Regions from separate parts of the Sus scrofa genome. Here all the other regions are linked to region 4. A link is a contact called in public Hi-C and HiChIP or PLAC-seq data. All regions are on one chromosome and are shown on one strand. The core of a region is the stretch at or near the end of the contact, and the rest is flanking DNA. Distances in the headings are between cores, read along the strand shown. Region 1 overlaps LDLRAD4 (low-density lipoprotein receptor class A domain-containing protein 4). Region 2 overlaps LDLRAD4 (low-density lipoprotein receptor class A domain-containing protein 4). Region 3 holds the start of RNMT (mRNA cap guanine-N7 methyltransferase). Region 4 holds the start of LDLRAD4 (low-density lipoprotein receptor class A domain-containing protein 4).

Region 1 (3,500 bases), core at 212-2,711, 140 kb after region 4:
CCAAGAGGAGGCTGAGACGGTGGGCAAGCAGCAGCCTTAAGACCCTTGGCCCCTGGCCCGGGGGGTGGTAGTGGGGTCTTGCCTGCTGCCCCCACCCACACTCTTGATTCTGTAGCTTGGCCTAACACTCGCCTGGTCTGCTGCTGCAGATACTGGTCCATCTTTCCATCCAACCTAAATCTTACCGTGGATGCTGAGCCATGTTCCTCTTGGAGATGAAGAGCCCAGGAGAGCAGAGTTCAGCCTTTAAAGTATCCAGTCACCCTGAGGGCGTTTGCAGTCAGGGGACTCGAGTCGCACTGAACTGGGTTGAATCATGTGATGGTCTCAGAGGGAGGATGATTCAGAAATTTGGCTCTGGTTTTGGTCTCTGTGCTGAGGTTGGCAAGGGCGTTGGGAGGTGGGCGCAGAGTGTGATTTTGAGGTTTGTGGCCATTACGGCCCAACTACTGTGTTGCCGTCAGCCTGCGCTAAGGTCCGTGGTGTAGACCCTCAGGTGCACATGGCCACCTGCTTCAGCGCGTCCACAGGGGCCCCACAGGGCTGGGAGAGGTCGCCAGGCAGCGGGGTCCAGCCTCCTCATTAATGAGGTCAAGATTGGGTTTTTATTTGTTTAAGAGACATTGAAAATGTGCATGTGTGCACGAGATGCGGTAAGTGTGATGAATTGATGAGTTTAAAGCCAGAAGGTCCCTGCCTCGGGTGTGGCTCCTGGCTTACCTCCAGTGCGGCTGCATAGTGAGGTCAGTCCGATGGGGGGCAGCTTGGGTATTCATTCCTGCCCACCCCCCCCAACTCTGCCTTCAGGTACCCTTGAGGAAGGCTCGGTCTTGGTCTCACACCTCCGCACCCCCTTCTGGAATAAAGCCTGTGGGAGGAGAGCCTTATTTCCAGCTCCCTGCTGAGTGAGTGAGATGGTGAAGGTTTGACCTTGAGCTGCCCTGCAGGTGGTCCTTCCTGAACCCCATGAAGATGGACACTCAGGTGCTAGCGCCCAGAGCAAAAGTCCTGGCTCTTTGACTGGGTAAAGGCTGATGTCAGAGGCCTCACCCAGTAATGACAGGGAACATTTAAATTAAAGGAGCCTTGAACATTTCTGTAAATGCTTCTGTAGATGAAATGCTGGCGCAGGAGTGTCTGCTATTGACGGTAACCACGGAGACAGACAGACCATCAGGGGAGCGGCCCTGAGACCTGTGGGTGTCTGCACTGTTGTGCCCATAATTTGTCAGGCCTTAAGACAGGTCGTCAAAAATGGATAGGGTAGCACATTTGGAATTGCTTTGCAGAAGGGAGGAGGCTGGCGATCTACCACATTTCCAAACAGTACAGCTACCAAGGCAGCTTGAAGTAGGCCTCAGCCCCCCCCCCCTTTCTCTGTGGGAGGAGGAAACCCCAGCTCTTTCCAGATTTATAACCACCGGGGGCTCCACTCGGTTGTATGCGAAAGGGACTGCGCCCTCTGTTTGGGAGGCTGGAGTGGGGAGCGGAGGGAGAGGCTGGCTCCTTTCCTTCTGTGCCTGCTAACGTGATTGCAGCAAAACCCCGACTTCCCCATTCTCGGTCTTAACCAGGTACGATGGCTAAGTATTAATATTAATGAGCAAAATAACAATAATCAAACTGGCAGCCGCGTGGAATGAATGTGGTCTCCTGGAGGAGAAATATTTAACTGTTGTGTCCTGCCAGTTAGAGAGATTCTGGCATTAAACCTAGACATTACCTCATCCTCCTGGGCAGACAGCCGATTTCGATGCTAAGCAAGTCTGCAGAGCGAGGAGCTGCGGATACCTGCCTGATTGGCTGCATGGCCCGTTCCCTGGTTGGAAGCGATGTCTCTGAGGGTCCCTGTCTGTCTGGGTCTGCCCCTCGGTTCCTTGCTCTCTCTAGCCTTCACAGGGTTGTCGTTGTCTGTTTTCCAATTGCGGATTTTTTTTTTTTTTTTTTTTCCTAATCTTGAAGGGCACATTGTGAAACGGTCTGCCAGCCAGGTGGGCAGGTTAGTTAATACACACAGACCTGGAAGATGAGAATGATGGGGAGGGACAGTGAAGGGAGCCTATGTGTACGGGTGTCTAAGCATCCCCACACTCAGGCACACGCACCCCTCCCACTTTGTAAGAATCGGGGATCAGTGAGTGAAACAGGTTTCTTGGTTGGTTGGTTGAATTCATGATAAACACAGGGGCATTCCATAATGAAGGGGGTGTTATTTCAAGATTTTTAGCGGGGCACTTCCTGTTGTGGCCCAGATGTTAACGAACCCGACTAGGATCCATGAGGATGCAGGTTCGAGCCCTGGCCTCGCTCAGTGGTCAGGGATCCGCCATTGCTGTGAACTGTGGTGTGGCTTTCAGATGTGGCTTGGATCCTGCTCGGCTGTGGCTGTGGCTGGCAGCTGTAGCTCTGATTGACCCCTAGCCTGGGAACTTTCATATGCTGCGTGTACAGTCCTAAAAAAGCAAGCAAGCAAAAAAAAAAAGTTTTTTAGCAACTAAAATTATATATATATATACACACACACACACATATGTGTGTGTGTGTGTGTGTGTGTGTGTGTGTGTGTGTGTGTGTATCTGTACCCGTGGCATATGGAAGTTCCCCGGCCAGGGATTGAATCCGAGCCACAGCTGCATCCTTTAAGCCACTGCGCCGTGGCGGGAACTCCAAGCAACTAAAATAATATGTTGAAACATTCGAAATTGTACTAAAAGTGTGTTTTTGATGCTTCTAACCTGAGAAAACACTTAGAATCATTTTGTTCTACTGGCCTCACACCTCTTTGATATTAGTGCTATAGACAGTAGAGAAGTCATGGCTAGGCACAACAGACACATCTGGGTTAGAAAGTACAGTCTTTGGGTTTTGTTGAGAATATTGATAACACTTTGAATTATCACTAAGGTACCCAGTGTCCATTCCTTAAGTTTTCTGAGTAGCGTTTGGAAAACCACACCACCTGCCTCAGGACCAGCTTCCTTTTGTCTCATATCACGTAGGTTTTGTGCTGTTCCTCTAGGTAATATGTTTTCTCAGTGGGTGTCACACCTTCTACACGTCCGAAAATAGCCTCCGTGTTGCCCTGATTTTTAACCAGCTCTTAGGACTGTCTTGAAATGCATTCTGTGGTCATTTTTTTCTAAAATGCTTTTATTAGTGAATACTAATTAGTGGCCTGAATGTTATCACATTTTTGTGTATGAAGTTCATTCCAGCCACCAAGTCATTAAAAAAAACACGCTAATCCTGAAAGTGTTAAGCTCATGGGTGTGTGCAATGATGGCCATCTAGTAAGTTCTCAGCTGTTAATTAGCTCTTTCTGGAAGACGAGTACCCCCTCATCTTCCTGCTGGTGGCCCTGCGTCTTACTGCTCACGGGGGCAGGGACTGCCCACTGGGAGGGTCACGGGCCCAGCTGTGAGGTGATCACCTAAGGAAAGCTCTCCCTGACCTTCCGGCAGATCCCGACTTCCCCAATGGCCTCTGGGCTCATCCCTGGA
Region 2 (3,607 bases), core at 308-2,807, 170 kb after region 4:
GCCTGCCTGGATGAGGTGGAGGTAGCTGGCCACCGACTAGGAACAGCGGAGGGACAGGAACATTTTCTTCGCTTCGAACCACGTGAATTCTGCTTGTGCAGCCATTTTGACCTGTAAAACCAGCAATTTCAATTAACAAAATAACTAAAGGAGTTGTGTCGGGCATGTCTTCATTACCAGCTGCTGCAGGGATTAAATCAACTATGAAGTACGGTGCATGGCCTCCCTGGAGCCAAAGCAGCTCCAGGCCGGCAGTTGGGGCCCCAGCCTCACCAGCCCTGCCAGCTCTGTGGTCCCCCCACAGGCTGCCTTGACAAAAGTTGCTCCGTCTTGTAAGAACGGGGAAATTTCACGTAAAAGTGGAAATTTACACCTTTCCTTGAAAAGCGAGCATATCGGCCACACTGGCTTGTACTCCTGCTTTACTCCCCAGGCTGGGGCCGACCTCTGGCTGGGGTCCCACCCCTGCATGGGGCCTCAGCTGCAGGCAGCTTTGCCTGGTGATTGCTTTTAGAGAAAACAATTTCTTCTGCCCTCATGTCTCCACTGTAAAGCTGAAAACAAAGATGGATGAAGAGGGCCATTGGCTCCCAGAAAAATGAGAGGACTTCCTTGTGGAAGTAAGATCATTCTCACTAGATGGGCTGTTCAGCCAGGTGAGTCTGGGCAGGATAGCTGCCCAGGCCCGTGCTTGGGGCAGGGCCACAGTCTGTGGGCTCCTCTCCATCCCTGGATGCCTCGAGAAGCCACTCCGGCTACACTGCAGGTATGGCCAGGTCCAGGGAAGGGCAGGCCCACAGCCCATTCTGGCCCCTGTGCCTCAGCCTTAGCTCATCCCTGCCTACGTCAGCCTGCATTAGGAAAGCATTTCTAAAATGATAGATGTGAACCATTTTCAGTGCAAAAAACGAGCGCCTGATGGTGAAGTGTAGCGGGCGAGGCTCTGACCGCTGGCTGGCCAGGGCACAGGCTCCCCACGCTGGATTCCTGCCACCCCGTTTCAGGCACTGGATCCTACCGTCTGCCTCCTGTTTGTCTCTGCAGGAACATGCCTTTTGCAGACCAGCTATTTAAAAGGTTCCTCCTTGAAGCATTAGGAGATTAAACAATTTTAAGAGCTTCAAATGAGAATGTCTCCTTCAAGTAAGAGAAAGGAGGCCAAGTTGCTGGCAGAAATTGGATAAGGACACTGGGCCATGGGTATAACACAGTGAGTCCCCAAGACGTGTCTTTAAAGCAAGCGAGTAACTCAGATCATCTTTATGCTGGTGAGCTTGTTCCGAACGGTTCTAACGTTACCTTCAGAGCTTACAGGTTATTATTAGTAACATTTTCAAGAGGCTTTTTAAAGAACTTCTCAATGATGGCAAGTCTTCCTTTTTCTTACCTGTTCTCTGAGGATGGATTTGATTTTTGGTACCAGCCAAACTTTGTTTAGAGTCTTCAGATGTTGCTGATGAAGTTCATGATATCGTTTTGGTGTACAGCCCAGGGCGACAATGAGTAAGGCTGGTGTTAGCTGAGCTGCAAGCTGGCCCTGTAGAGAAAGGTCGAAAGGACACAGGGAGTGGCGGTGGACAGAGGGAGGGCCTGGCCTGTGTTAAGACTCCTGCGAGGAGACGTGTCTGTGTGGTGCTTTTACAGTGAGAACACACCCTCTGCTCACGTAGGCTGATGCTCGAGACTGTCCCAGACTGTTCTGAGCATCTGTAGCCTACGGCCTCCCAAGGGAGTGCATTTGAACATGGTCTGTATTGTGACAAACAGGCTATCCTCAGAGTTTTAACTAAAATTGATAAAAATTTTTATGAACCAGTTTTAGCAGCCTTCTAAATAGGCATTATCATTAATAATCTAAGTTTGTTTCGTCTCTTTTTACTTTGTTCCTAAAAATTGGTGTGGTTTGTTCTGGGGGAAAAAAATCCTCTAATTCTAATTCCGAGTGGCCCTTGTTGGGGAGGCTCCCAGGGCTGTCAGAGACACCAAGGGAGGTGGCCGGGGCCTGGCTTTGTCCCCCCACCAGCTCTGTGGCCGCAGGGAAGCACTCGCTCTGTGCCTCTCACATGCGACAGGAGGCTCACGCGTGTGGGTCCCCCTGGCGCCCACGCTTGCTGCTCACTCTCCCAGCCGAGCCCAGGAGGCACTGCACACTCCTTTGCTGCCTGCTTCCTAGTGGCCTCACTGATCTGTTCGGTGTTCTGCACATGGAAGGGTTCGCTTTCTTCTCTTCCCAGCAGAGCTTCCTTCGAGATTTGTCTTTCTCTCAAGGGCCGAGCCCTGGGTGGAGTGGAGTTGGGAGGGAGAGGTAGCTGGAGAGTCTGGTTCAGGGAGGACACTGACGTCATGAGGAGCTGCCCTCACACCTGAGCAGTTACTGCCGTCCTCGGGCACAGTGGTGGGAGAGGCAGCAGCCCTGAAGCCTTGGCTGCTGGAGAGGCTGCCCGGGGAAAGGAAGAACAGAGAAAACTGATTTTATCAGAAGGCAAAGGTGTTGCTGCAGATGCAATCATTTTTGCCGATGCTTTGAAAGTCTCACCCTAGGACAGGGAGAAAAACAGATTTTCAAATATTTAAGGCCATGTGATATGTTCATTCACTGGGAAGGGGGAACCTTTGAGTAGAAGCCAAAATATTCAGCAGGGGCCTTGCTTTGCACAAACTGTGTCACCACAAAGGGATTTACACATACTGCTGTCTGAGGTCACATCACAGCAGCTCAAGGCCACTTGCCCTCACAGACCCACACCTGGGTGGATGTTAGGGGTTGTCTGTCTGGTAATACGAAGTTGTCACCACCTTTGTTCTGGGAAAAACCAGAGAGTGAAGAGGGGGCCTGCTCACACACAGGACGTGGGGCCCACTTCCTTCTCCCCATAGCTGGATGCCCTTCTAAGTGTCCTGGGGCTGGAGGGATAGCCTGGTGCATCCTGCTCCGTTCCAGTGTCTCCAGTAACCTTACTAGGAACAGGTACACCAGACCTGGCTTGAGAACGAGGCCAGTAAGAAAGCAAACTGGAGTGCGCTGAGCAGCCAGAGGGGGCAGGCCAACTTGCTTGTGTCCCAGCAGCTTCGCTGAGGTGACAGAGGGTGGGGTGGCCCAGAACCTTCAGCCTGTGGCGGATGAAGATGAGGATGAACTGGGTGGCCGTGAAGTGACAGTGGACAGTCCCCACAGGAGACAGCTGGGACAGAGGGAGTGCATTCGGGTGAAGGTACAGGCAAGGTCTTGTTCCCATGGCACCACGATCTTACTTCATGGCTTGCCTGAGTGTAATGAAAGGTGACTGTGTGGGTGTGAGCACCTGTACCCTTGAGACAGGAGATGGTTCCTGAAGGAGCAGACAGGGAAAACTCCTCCTATCTGCAGATGAAGAAATGGGCTCTCAGCTCAAGGTTCCAGCCCAGGGGACAAGGTGGCATGTGTCGTTCTCATGAGGGGCCGTGGGCACTGGGCACAGGTGCTGAGAGGCCCTGCGGGGATCCTGGCAGCAGAGGGGAGGCCAGGGTGGTGCTGCGGGATGAGGTCTGTGGCGGGATCCACAAGGGGCCATGTGAGCCTGGAGGGAGAGTGTGGCCCCTGAGGCATCCCCCCCACTGCCCACCAGGA
Region 3 (3,887 bases), core at 1,153-3,652, 220 kb after region 4:
ATCCAGCTATTTTCTTTCTGAACATAATAACCCAAGTGTTAAGTATCAAAACACTTTCTGAAATTCTATGTGCCAGCCAACTTCTAGTTCGGAGTCTCATCTTCTGGCAGGCACTGTTTCATTATAAGCATAAAGTCTGGAGCCAAACTGCTTGAGTCCAAATCCTACCCCAGTACTCCCCAGCTGTATGACCTTGGCCAAGTTACTGATCCCTCGTTTATAAAACAAAAATAATCACAACAACTATCCCACTGGACTATGTAAATTAAAGGAGTTACAATGTGTACTTAATTTGGTACACGGAGGTACTAGAATATCAACTATTATTATTTTAATTAAATTTACAGAAAACCAGTTACTAAGGCAATAGTGGGAGAAAAAAAATAACATCAAAGGTACCTTTAAAAACTTTTATCTAGCCCATTTACTCCTTCACTACTGCCTTCAAGAGTTCATCCCCTATTCCTGAAACCTCATGGAAATCCATTTCATCTGTAACCTACCTTACACTCTTTTCCAAATGCTTATTCACCACACTCCTCCCACCTCAGACTACACTCCATTCTTTATCCCATACTGACCCCAAGGCCCAGCTTCTTTATTCTTTACCCCATAAATACCCCAAGGCCTGCTTCTTTTGTTCTTTATCCCCGAAGTACCTTGAGCCCTTTGCCTTAGGGTACAGGGATCTGAGACTAGTTCTCCCATCTCATTTGGCTGCCCTGTGAATAAACCCTCTCTATGCTGCAAACCTGGGCATCTCAGCGTTTGGCTTGCTGAGAGTTGGGTAATAGTCTCAGCTGAATTTACTTGACTTCTAGGTTAACTTGTATATAAAAGTTACAAAATGTTATCTCCATATAGATCATGCACAACATCAATTCATGGTTAGAGCTTGTATAAACATAGAGTTAAAACGCTTTTAATCTAATGAGAAAATTTCTTAAAAGGTCAAAATTACTTATTTTCCATAAAATTACAACAGCAATTATCTTAAGAAACTTTAGCATCAGAACCAACAAATGTGGCTATGTAATTACCTAGTTCTAAACGCATGTATATGTAAATAGCACGCTCAGTCACTAGGATCTATCTATACCTTTGCAGTTATCTGTAATAACAAAATTAATTCTCAATTTCGATCACTGCATTAAAAAAAAGTACAGTCATCTGAAATTGATGGCTTATCCTCGTTTATTAAAAATAGGCTTCATTCTTGGTCCAAAGTGTATAAGGGATCAACAACCTCAAAAAGGTTATTGCCCACAATTTAGAAGCGAAGTATACACTGCAAACGTTGTTTTCCCCAAAGCGAGGTCTACTTGTTAATATAAGGGTGCCTACCGACAACTATGTAGGCTAGTAAACCCACTTCCGAAGCTGCTTTTAAAGAGATCAATTTTGGTAAACAAGAACTGAAAGCGTATTTCTGATCACTTTTTACACCCTTCAGGTGGGAGGCGCTGCGGCACAATCCATCAACAATCTTAGTCCACAGGCACAGTTTCGACCTAGCATGGGGTGCTAAACCCTGAAGTACGGAGCTTCAGTGCCGCAGGACCTCCAACTGTCTAGCGGAAATTACAGCGAATGGGCCAAAAAAGTGTGTTGACTCCCCCACCCATCCCGTCCCCAAATCCAGCCTACACAGATACCACCACGGAGCCGATTTTCGAAGACAGCTATGGGCTGCTCCTTCCTCCCAAGTCTGACAGATAAGAAGCGCCCTCTCGAGAGAGATCTGGCCCTCCAGAACGCAGCGGTAGGGAGTGACCTGCGGTCCCCAAGAAGCAGCAGGACGCTAAGCTTTCCCGAAGCCAAGTCCAAACGCCCGGGCTCCCAGGCCCCTCCCAGCCGGCGAGCGAGGAAGGGCAGAGCAAAGGGTGAAGGTGGCAGAGCTGAGGCTGGAAAACCGTCCCACAGGGCTTGCAGGACACCGGCCCACAGCGAAGGGCGGGGTGCCCTCTGTCCTCCCCAGGTCCCCGCCCCGGCCGCTCCCCGCTGGGCACCACGCTGAAGCGGCCCTGAGGACTGCCCAACTCCGCCCTCAGAGGCCCGGGCTACCTCAGGACTTGAGACCGCCGCCGCTCCCCGCAGCAGAGTCCAGGCGAACCACTCCGAGTTCCCGCCGTGTCGCCCCACAGAGCCGCCAGCAGAGCGTGGGGTCCGCGCGCCAGAAGCCTCGGGCTCAGGCGACCACGCCTCCCGCCCGCCCCACGCGACCCCGCCAACCACGCGCTCACGCCCCCAAGTGCCGGCGCCTTCAGCTCGCGGCGCGCGGCATGCCGGGACTCGGGCTTCCGGGCCACGTGATCCCGTGCTGCCCGGTAGTGACGTCACAGCGCGCGCGTGGCGAGACGCCTCTTCCGCAAACAGAGTCGTGGATGGCTAGACGGTGAGTGTGTGGCTCCGGCGCTGGGTCCGTACCCTTTGTGTGTGGCGGCCGCCGGGTGGAAGGGGAGCTCTGACTGCTGGCCGGGCTGTTCGGCGGACACCGGTACCCCTTGGCGCGGAGCGCGCCCAGGTCGGAGAGACCCGAGAGCGGCTTCAGGACTGCCAGGCTGTCGGAGCCGGAGCGGCCAGCCGCCTGGCCTGCGCGGAGGGCTGGAACCCGAGCCGGGCCGCCCCGGGCGGCTCTGTGCGTCCTTGGGCCTGAGGAGACCTGGCTGGCTGGCTGGCAGTTCAGACATGGAGCTCACCTGCTGGAGCTCGAGCTCCTGGCCCGTCGTCCCCGGGCAACTTCGGGGGTGACTGCTGCGCAGGTCACGGAGATGCCAGGCAGGTCGTTGATGCGCATCCACGGCTGTGTCTATCGACTCTTTACCCGAGTCTTTCTTCCAGGGTTCCGAAGGGCAGTCCTCTTGCGTCGGGAGCTTAATCATTATTCCACTGGGATGTTGGGTCCAAACATTCGTACCCATTTCTGGGGTCGTTTGAAATTCTGTGCTGTTTATTCTGACTGAATGGTCTTTAGGGCATCTCATCTGTGGAAATATCACAGATAAATATAAATAAATTTAACTTACATTCCCAATACTGAATTTAGGCTTTACATTTACAGTTAAAACTAATTATAGCTAAAGATAATAAATTGCTTTGATTTATTTGGAATTAAAACCGGCTTCTACTTCTTATTAGGAAGTAATTAGCAAGGAGGAGAGCTAGGGACTTGATAATTTGGTGGGCAGTTTTATTAGATAATCATTTTAAGTAGTTATTCAGAAAATTACATTTATGGGTAATTCTTTTTCTCTGTTTCAGTTCTTCCAGTTTTGGCACGTCTTGGTATTTTGTTACCTCAAACCTTGGGTAGTAAAAGCTAATATCCTTTGAAACCCTTACTGATTTAGAGTGATTTTTTACCCATTTCGTTAAGTGACTATTTCTGCTCTAGAGAGAAGAAATACTCAGAAGACTTTGTCTCTCTCTTTGTAACTTTTAAGTTCTGAATTTGCTGAATCTTACTGAGTTTTGGACTTTTGCTTTCTCTTCTCCACTTGGTTTTAATAATACAGCCTAACGTTTTAATAGTGGTATATATAAGCTGTAAACTTTCTGAAGACTCACTCACAGTGCCTTATTGAGCTTTTCTGTAGTAGGAGTTAACTAAACTTGTTGAAGTACTTATTAAGTTCTTATCCAGTAAATAGTTCACTTATTTCTCTCCAACTCCCATTTCACACATAGGCCTAAATACATTTGAAAAAGACTAATGGTCCTTAAGTTGCTGGCTGAGTCTTGAAACTTTTTGTCCAGCCATTCTGCTTTCTTGGATTTCTAATCTCATTCTGACTCCCATTATGAAATAAGTATTTTAGCAGTCAGCTGTAGGTTCTCAGACTTTTCTTGTTCTTTGTGTTGATTTTCTGTGGTGCCAGCAAAATCTC
Region 4 (3,538 bases), core at 241-2,740:
AGAAATAGGAACAGAAACCTGCAGTTTCTAGTTATAAATGAGGACAACGAATGACAACAACAGAAATTGGAATGTATGAATACGAGTCATTACAAATGGTAAAATGGATGCGATGATTTAAAATTAGGTCTCTCGGAGTTCCCATCATGGCACAGTGGTTGATGAATCTGACTAGTAACGATGGGGTTGCGGGTTCAATCCCTGGCCTTGCTCAGTGGGTTAAGGATCCGGCGTTGCCGTGAGCTGTGGTGTAGGTCTCAGATGTGGCTCAGATCCCGAGTTGCTGTGGCTGTGGCGGAACCTGGCGGCTACAGCTCTGATTAGACCCCTAGTCTAGGAACCTCCACATGCCATGGGTGTGGCCCTAGAAAAGGCAAAAAGACCAAAAAAAAAAAAAAATTAAAATAAGGTCTCCATTGAAGAGGGTTAAACCACACATGAGGAAATTATTTACAAGTGAAATAGAAAGCAAACTGTTTCCTGTTCTTGAAAGGAGCATTTTCTTCACTGGCCATGGGCAGTTTCAAGGTTAGAAGGAAAAAGCCATTTCTATTCTGATCTCGGGAGGGGGAAGAACAGTTCCTTCAACCTGTGGCTGCTATTCCTGTGGCACATGAATCATCACTGCACAAGTGGATGCTTGTCAGGCTCAGGTGACCCGTGCTGAGCACCTGCCAGCTTATTGCTCCCTTAAAGACACGCTCCTGGTGGGCAGAATCACAGCTGTCCCAGGAGTCCAGACACGCCTCTGTCCCTTGCTGAGGCCAGGTGGACTGCAGGCATGTCAGCGCTGCCTCACGCAGGCAGGTGGCAGTGTGGGCCAACTCCAGCTTCCTGTGCCGCCACTTAGGACTGCCAAACCCATCTCTGTAGTCTGGGGACTTAATCTTTCATGGCCTCGATTTTCTCATCTGTTAAACGGGAGAGTAATAGCTGCCACCGTCATTCTGAGCATTGCATTAGATACTGTCTGTAAAGGACTTAGCACAAGGCTTGGCTCCAGGCTTTCAGTAAGTGGTAGTTAGCATTGTATTACCTATAAGGACTCATCAAATCCGACGGAGCAGTTATCTTCACAGTTTCAGAGACCTGGGGACACTTTAAGGGAAGTTGAATTAGGCCAACATTTCACATACAAACAAGTTATTGACAAATTAAAGTAGATTACAAAAGATCATTTTCTCTGATACTATGGAAGTATGAGCTGGTCAGCTCTGGGTGGAGGTGTGAAAATCAGCTGCTTTAATTAGCTGCACCTCTGTTAGACTCTCCCTGAATCGCCAGGTTGGTATATTTTAGTGTGTCTGTCTGCTGGGGTCTTAATGTTGGCAGGGACACCTGTCTAATTGCGTGGCTGTAATACAGCTGGGTTAGAATGTCTGTACACCACGCAGTTACCAGCCCTATGGTCAGGTTGGCGGATGTGCGCGCTAGTATTTCTGACAACACGCTCATTGTCCGCTCTCAAGGGGACTTGGTGTCTGAACCCGCCTTCAGAGGAAGACAGAGGTGAGTCCTCCACGGAGAACGGGTCGCAGCGGGAAGAATCCAGCTGACCTTCCCACCTGGAGCCATTTCCCGTATAAAGGGCCGGGATCCTAAGGGGCTGATTGGGGGGGGTGCAGTCCTACTGTGCGTCTCGGGCGGTGCCGGAAGGCCGGTTGCCTGGGGCACTCGCAGCCGCGTGGTACTTGCGCGCAGACCCCCTCCCCGCCAGCCCTGCAGCGCCCCAGCCGCTGTCTCCCGGCTCCTGGATGGAGTTCCCCGTCCGGCCGGCGGTGGGCGCGCGCCCCGCAAGGCCCGAGCCGCGGCTTGTGCGCAGCCGGGGGTCCCGCGGCCTGGGCGCCCGCTCGCCCCGCTCGGTGCCCGCGGCCCACGGAGGTCGGCGGGGCCCGCGCGGGGTCCTGCCGGCCCACTCCGCCCCGCCCCGCCCGGCCGCCGCCGGTCCCGCTCGGAGGGGGATGGGGAGGGCGGAGAGACCGGCGGATTGCGAGGCAGGCGCTGCCGCGGCGAGCGGGCCGCCTGGAGACAGACGGCGCGGAGGCGGAGGCTGTACCCGCCGCACCGTCTCGCTTCCCCGCCCGGTGCTGCGAGCTGGCCGGCCGGGCCGGGGATCCCCTGCGAGCCGGCAAGAAGCCGCCGCCGTCACACCGGCTGCGCGTCCAGGGAGACTGGAAGGGGGCGGAAAGCGCGGGGAGCTCGGTCCGATCCCGGCCCTTAAAGCCGCCTGGCCGCGCCCCGCCACCCCCGCGCCACCGGCCGCTCGGGGGGCGCCGGCTGCCAGCGCTCCTGAACCGCAGACGCAGGTGAGTGCGACCCTGTGCTGCGGCGCTCGCGGCGTCGGGCCAAGTTCCGCGCCGCGCGGGCCAGGGGTGCGGGCGGGGGGGACAGGACGTCCGCGTATGGGCGCCGTCGGCAGGCCGCCCGCCCGAGAGTCGGGTCAGGGTGCGGGGTGGGCACGGCGGCGTCCCGGGCGCTCCTTGGGGGCGGGCGCCGCCCCCACAGCGTTGCCTGTTTCTCGGTGCCCCACGCGGTTTTGCCCCCCGCGGTTGTGCGCCGCCGCGGGTCGGGGACGCGCTGGGCGGGCAGATTGTGCGGGACCTGTCTGAGTTTGCGGGGAGGGAAGGGCGGAGGGGAGTACGCTGGACCTCGCGTCCCCCGGCACCCCGCGCACAGAGTCGGGCGTGGGCGGCAGGGAGCTCTCGGCGTTAGCTGGGAAGTCGTCGTCCCCGCGCCGCTGGCTCTCAGGCTGCGCCCCGAGCCCGCAGGAAGCGGGCGTGTACAGAATTTCTGTGACCCTCGCGGCGGAATAAACAGGAAGCGACGAGCACCCAGCCGGGCCGCCCCTGCCTGCCTTTGTTGTGCGGTCTGCCCGGCGCTGCCCTGAGGACACTTCTCGGACCCTCGCCGGCCGCCCCGGGTCTGGATTCGCCCGGTAAGTGCGCCGCGGGAGACCTGGGCTCGGTGCTGAGCAGCTAGCAGTGCCGGCCCCCACGGCATTGGCTTGTTTTCAAACTTTTTTTTTTTTTTTTTTTTTTTTTTTTTAACTGGAAAAGGAGGAGGACGGGGACCGTGGCGGGTGGGTGGCACCTGGAGAGGGCAGGTGGGCCGGGCCGCTTCCCGGGTGAGCGCGCGCGCGGGTTGGCACAGCCGGAAACTCACAACACGCAGGCACCCTGGCAGGCGCAGAAGTGACTACTGAGTGCGGGTGGACACAGAAACTAGCTCCTTTTTTGTTTTCTCTGGAGACTCTCTTAATTAGCTGAAATTGGATGATTTTGATTTGCTTCTTTTCTCTTCCCTTCGTGTCCCACTTATTCGCTTCTCTTTCTCCTTTCTTTCTGGTATCTTTTGGCGACTTCGCACCCCTGAACCCCTCTATAGTTGGCCGCTGCTGTCGAAATGTTGACTGTGATTGTGATAACTGGTTTTGATGAACCACTGTGTGTAGGTTTTGTGGGGGGGGGAGGTGAGGTAAGCTGTTGATTCCAGAGCTGCTGTTTGTAGCCTTCTTGAAGTGGAGGTGGGTGGCGGTGGT

Evidence for each region. Hi-C and Micro-C count contacts between places; a contact is called where the count stands out from the background. HiChIP or PLAC-seq counts read pairs in DNA pulled down with a chosen protein or histone mark.
Region 1: a contact with region 4 is called in a Hi-C map of subcutaneous adipose tissue, with 2.1 times the contacts expected there. The contact joins the enhancer-like site here to the promoter of LDLRAD4 in region 4. A contact is called at or near these places in 3 of 5 promoter capture datasets (fetal liver and liver), 8 of 47 Hi-C or Micro-C datasets (embryonic fibroblasts, fetal liver, liver and 3 more) and 1 of 2 datasets of contacts at active chromatin or transcription factors (skeletal muscle).
Region 2: a contact with region 4 is called in a Hi-C map of skeletal muscle, with 8 times the contacts expected there. The contact joins the enhancer-like site here to the promoter of LDLRAD4 in region 4. A contact is called at or near these places in 5 of 5 promoter capture datasets (fetal liver, fetal skeletal muscle, liver and 1 more), 29 of 47 Hi-C or Micro-C datasets (alveolar macrophages, blood, embryonic fibroblasts and 14 more) and 1 of 2 datasets of contacts at active chromatin or transcription factors (skeletal muscle).
Region 3: a contact with region 4 is called in an H3K27ac HiChIP or PLAC-seq map of skeletal muscle, with 4 times the contacts expected there. The contact joins the promoter of RNMT here to the promoter of LDLRAD4 in region 4. A contact is called at or near these places in 1 of 5 promoter capture datasets (liver), 6 of 47 Hi-C or Micro-C datasets (heart right ventricle, liver, mesenteric adipose tissue and 2 more) and 1 of 2 datasets of contacts at active chromatin or transcription factors (skeletal muscle).

Annotation. Positions count from the first base shown.
Region 1 is chr6:96,431,827-96,435,326 of Sscrofa11.1, reverse strand. The region is part of intron 4 of LDLRAD4 (low-density lipoprotein receptor class A domain-containing protein 4); the gene reads left to right. Among named protein-coding and RNA genes, the nearest start is that of TRNAD-GUC, 31 kb to the left of the region's middle. Within about 2 kb of position 1,461, at least 20 of the 83 cell types and tissues checked have an H3K27ac peak or open chromatin away from gene starts, as enhancers often do. A contact at or near this core is called in retroperitoneal adipose tissue, skeletal muscle and subcutaneous adipose tissue, where this site is marked.
Region 2 is chr6:96,410,416-96,414,022 of Sscrofa11.1, reverse strand. All of the region lies in intron 5 of LDLRAD4 (low-density lipoprotein receptor class A domain-containing protein 4), which reads left to right. Among named protein-coding and RNA genes, the nearest start is that of FAM210A, 49 kb to the right of the region's middle. Within about 2 kb of position 1,557, at least 1 of the 83 cell types and tissues checked has an H3K27ac peak or open chromatin away from gene starts, as enhancers often do. A contact at or near this core is called in skeletal muscle, where this site is marked.
Region 3 is chr6:96,361,329-96,365,215 of Sscrofa11.1, reverse strand. It overlaps RNMT (mRNA cap guanine-N7 methyltransferase), which reads left to right and starts at 2,402. Exons shown (of 12, transcript XM_021096015.1): 1 at 2,402-2,782. FAM210A (protein FAM210A) reads right to left here and starts at 1,776. Exons shown (of 5, transcript XM_021096018.1): 1 at 1,662-1,776.
Region 4 is chr6:96,576,114-96,579,651 of Sscrofa11.1, reverse strand. It overlaps LDLRAD4 (low-density lipoprotein receptor class A domain-containing protein 4), which reads left to right and starts at 1,490. Exons shown (of 7, transcript XM_021096017.1): 1 at 1,490-1,509.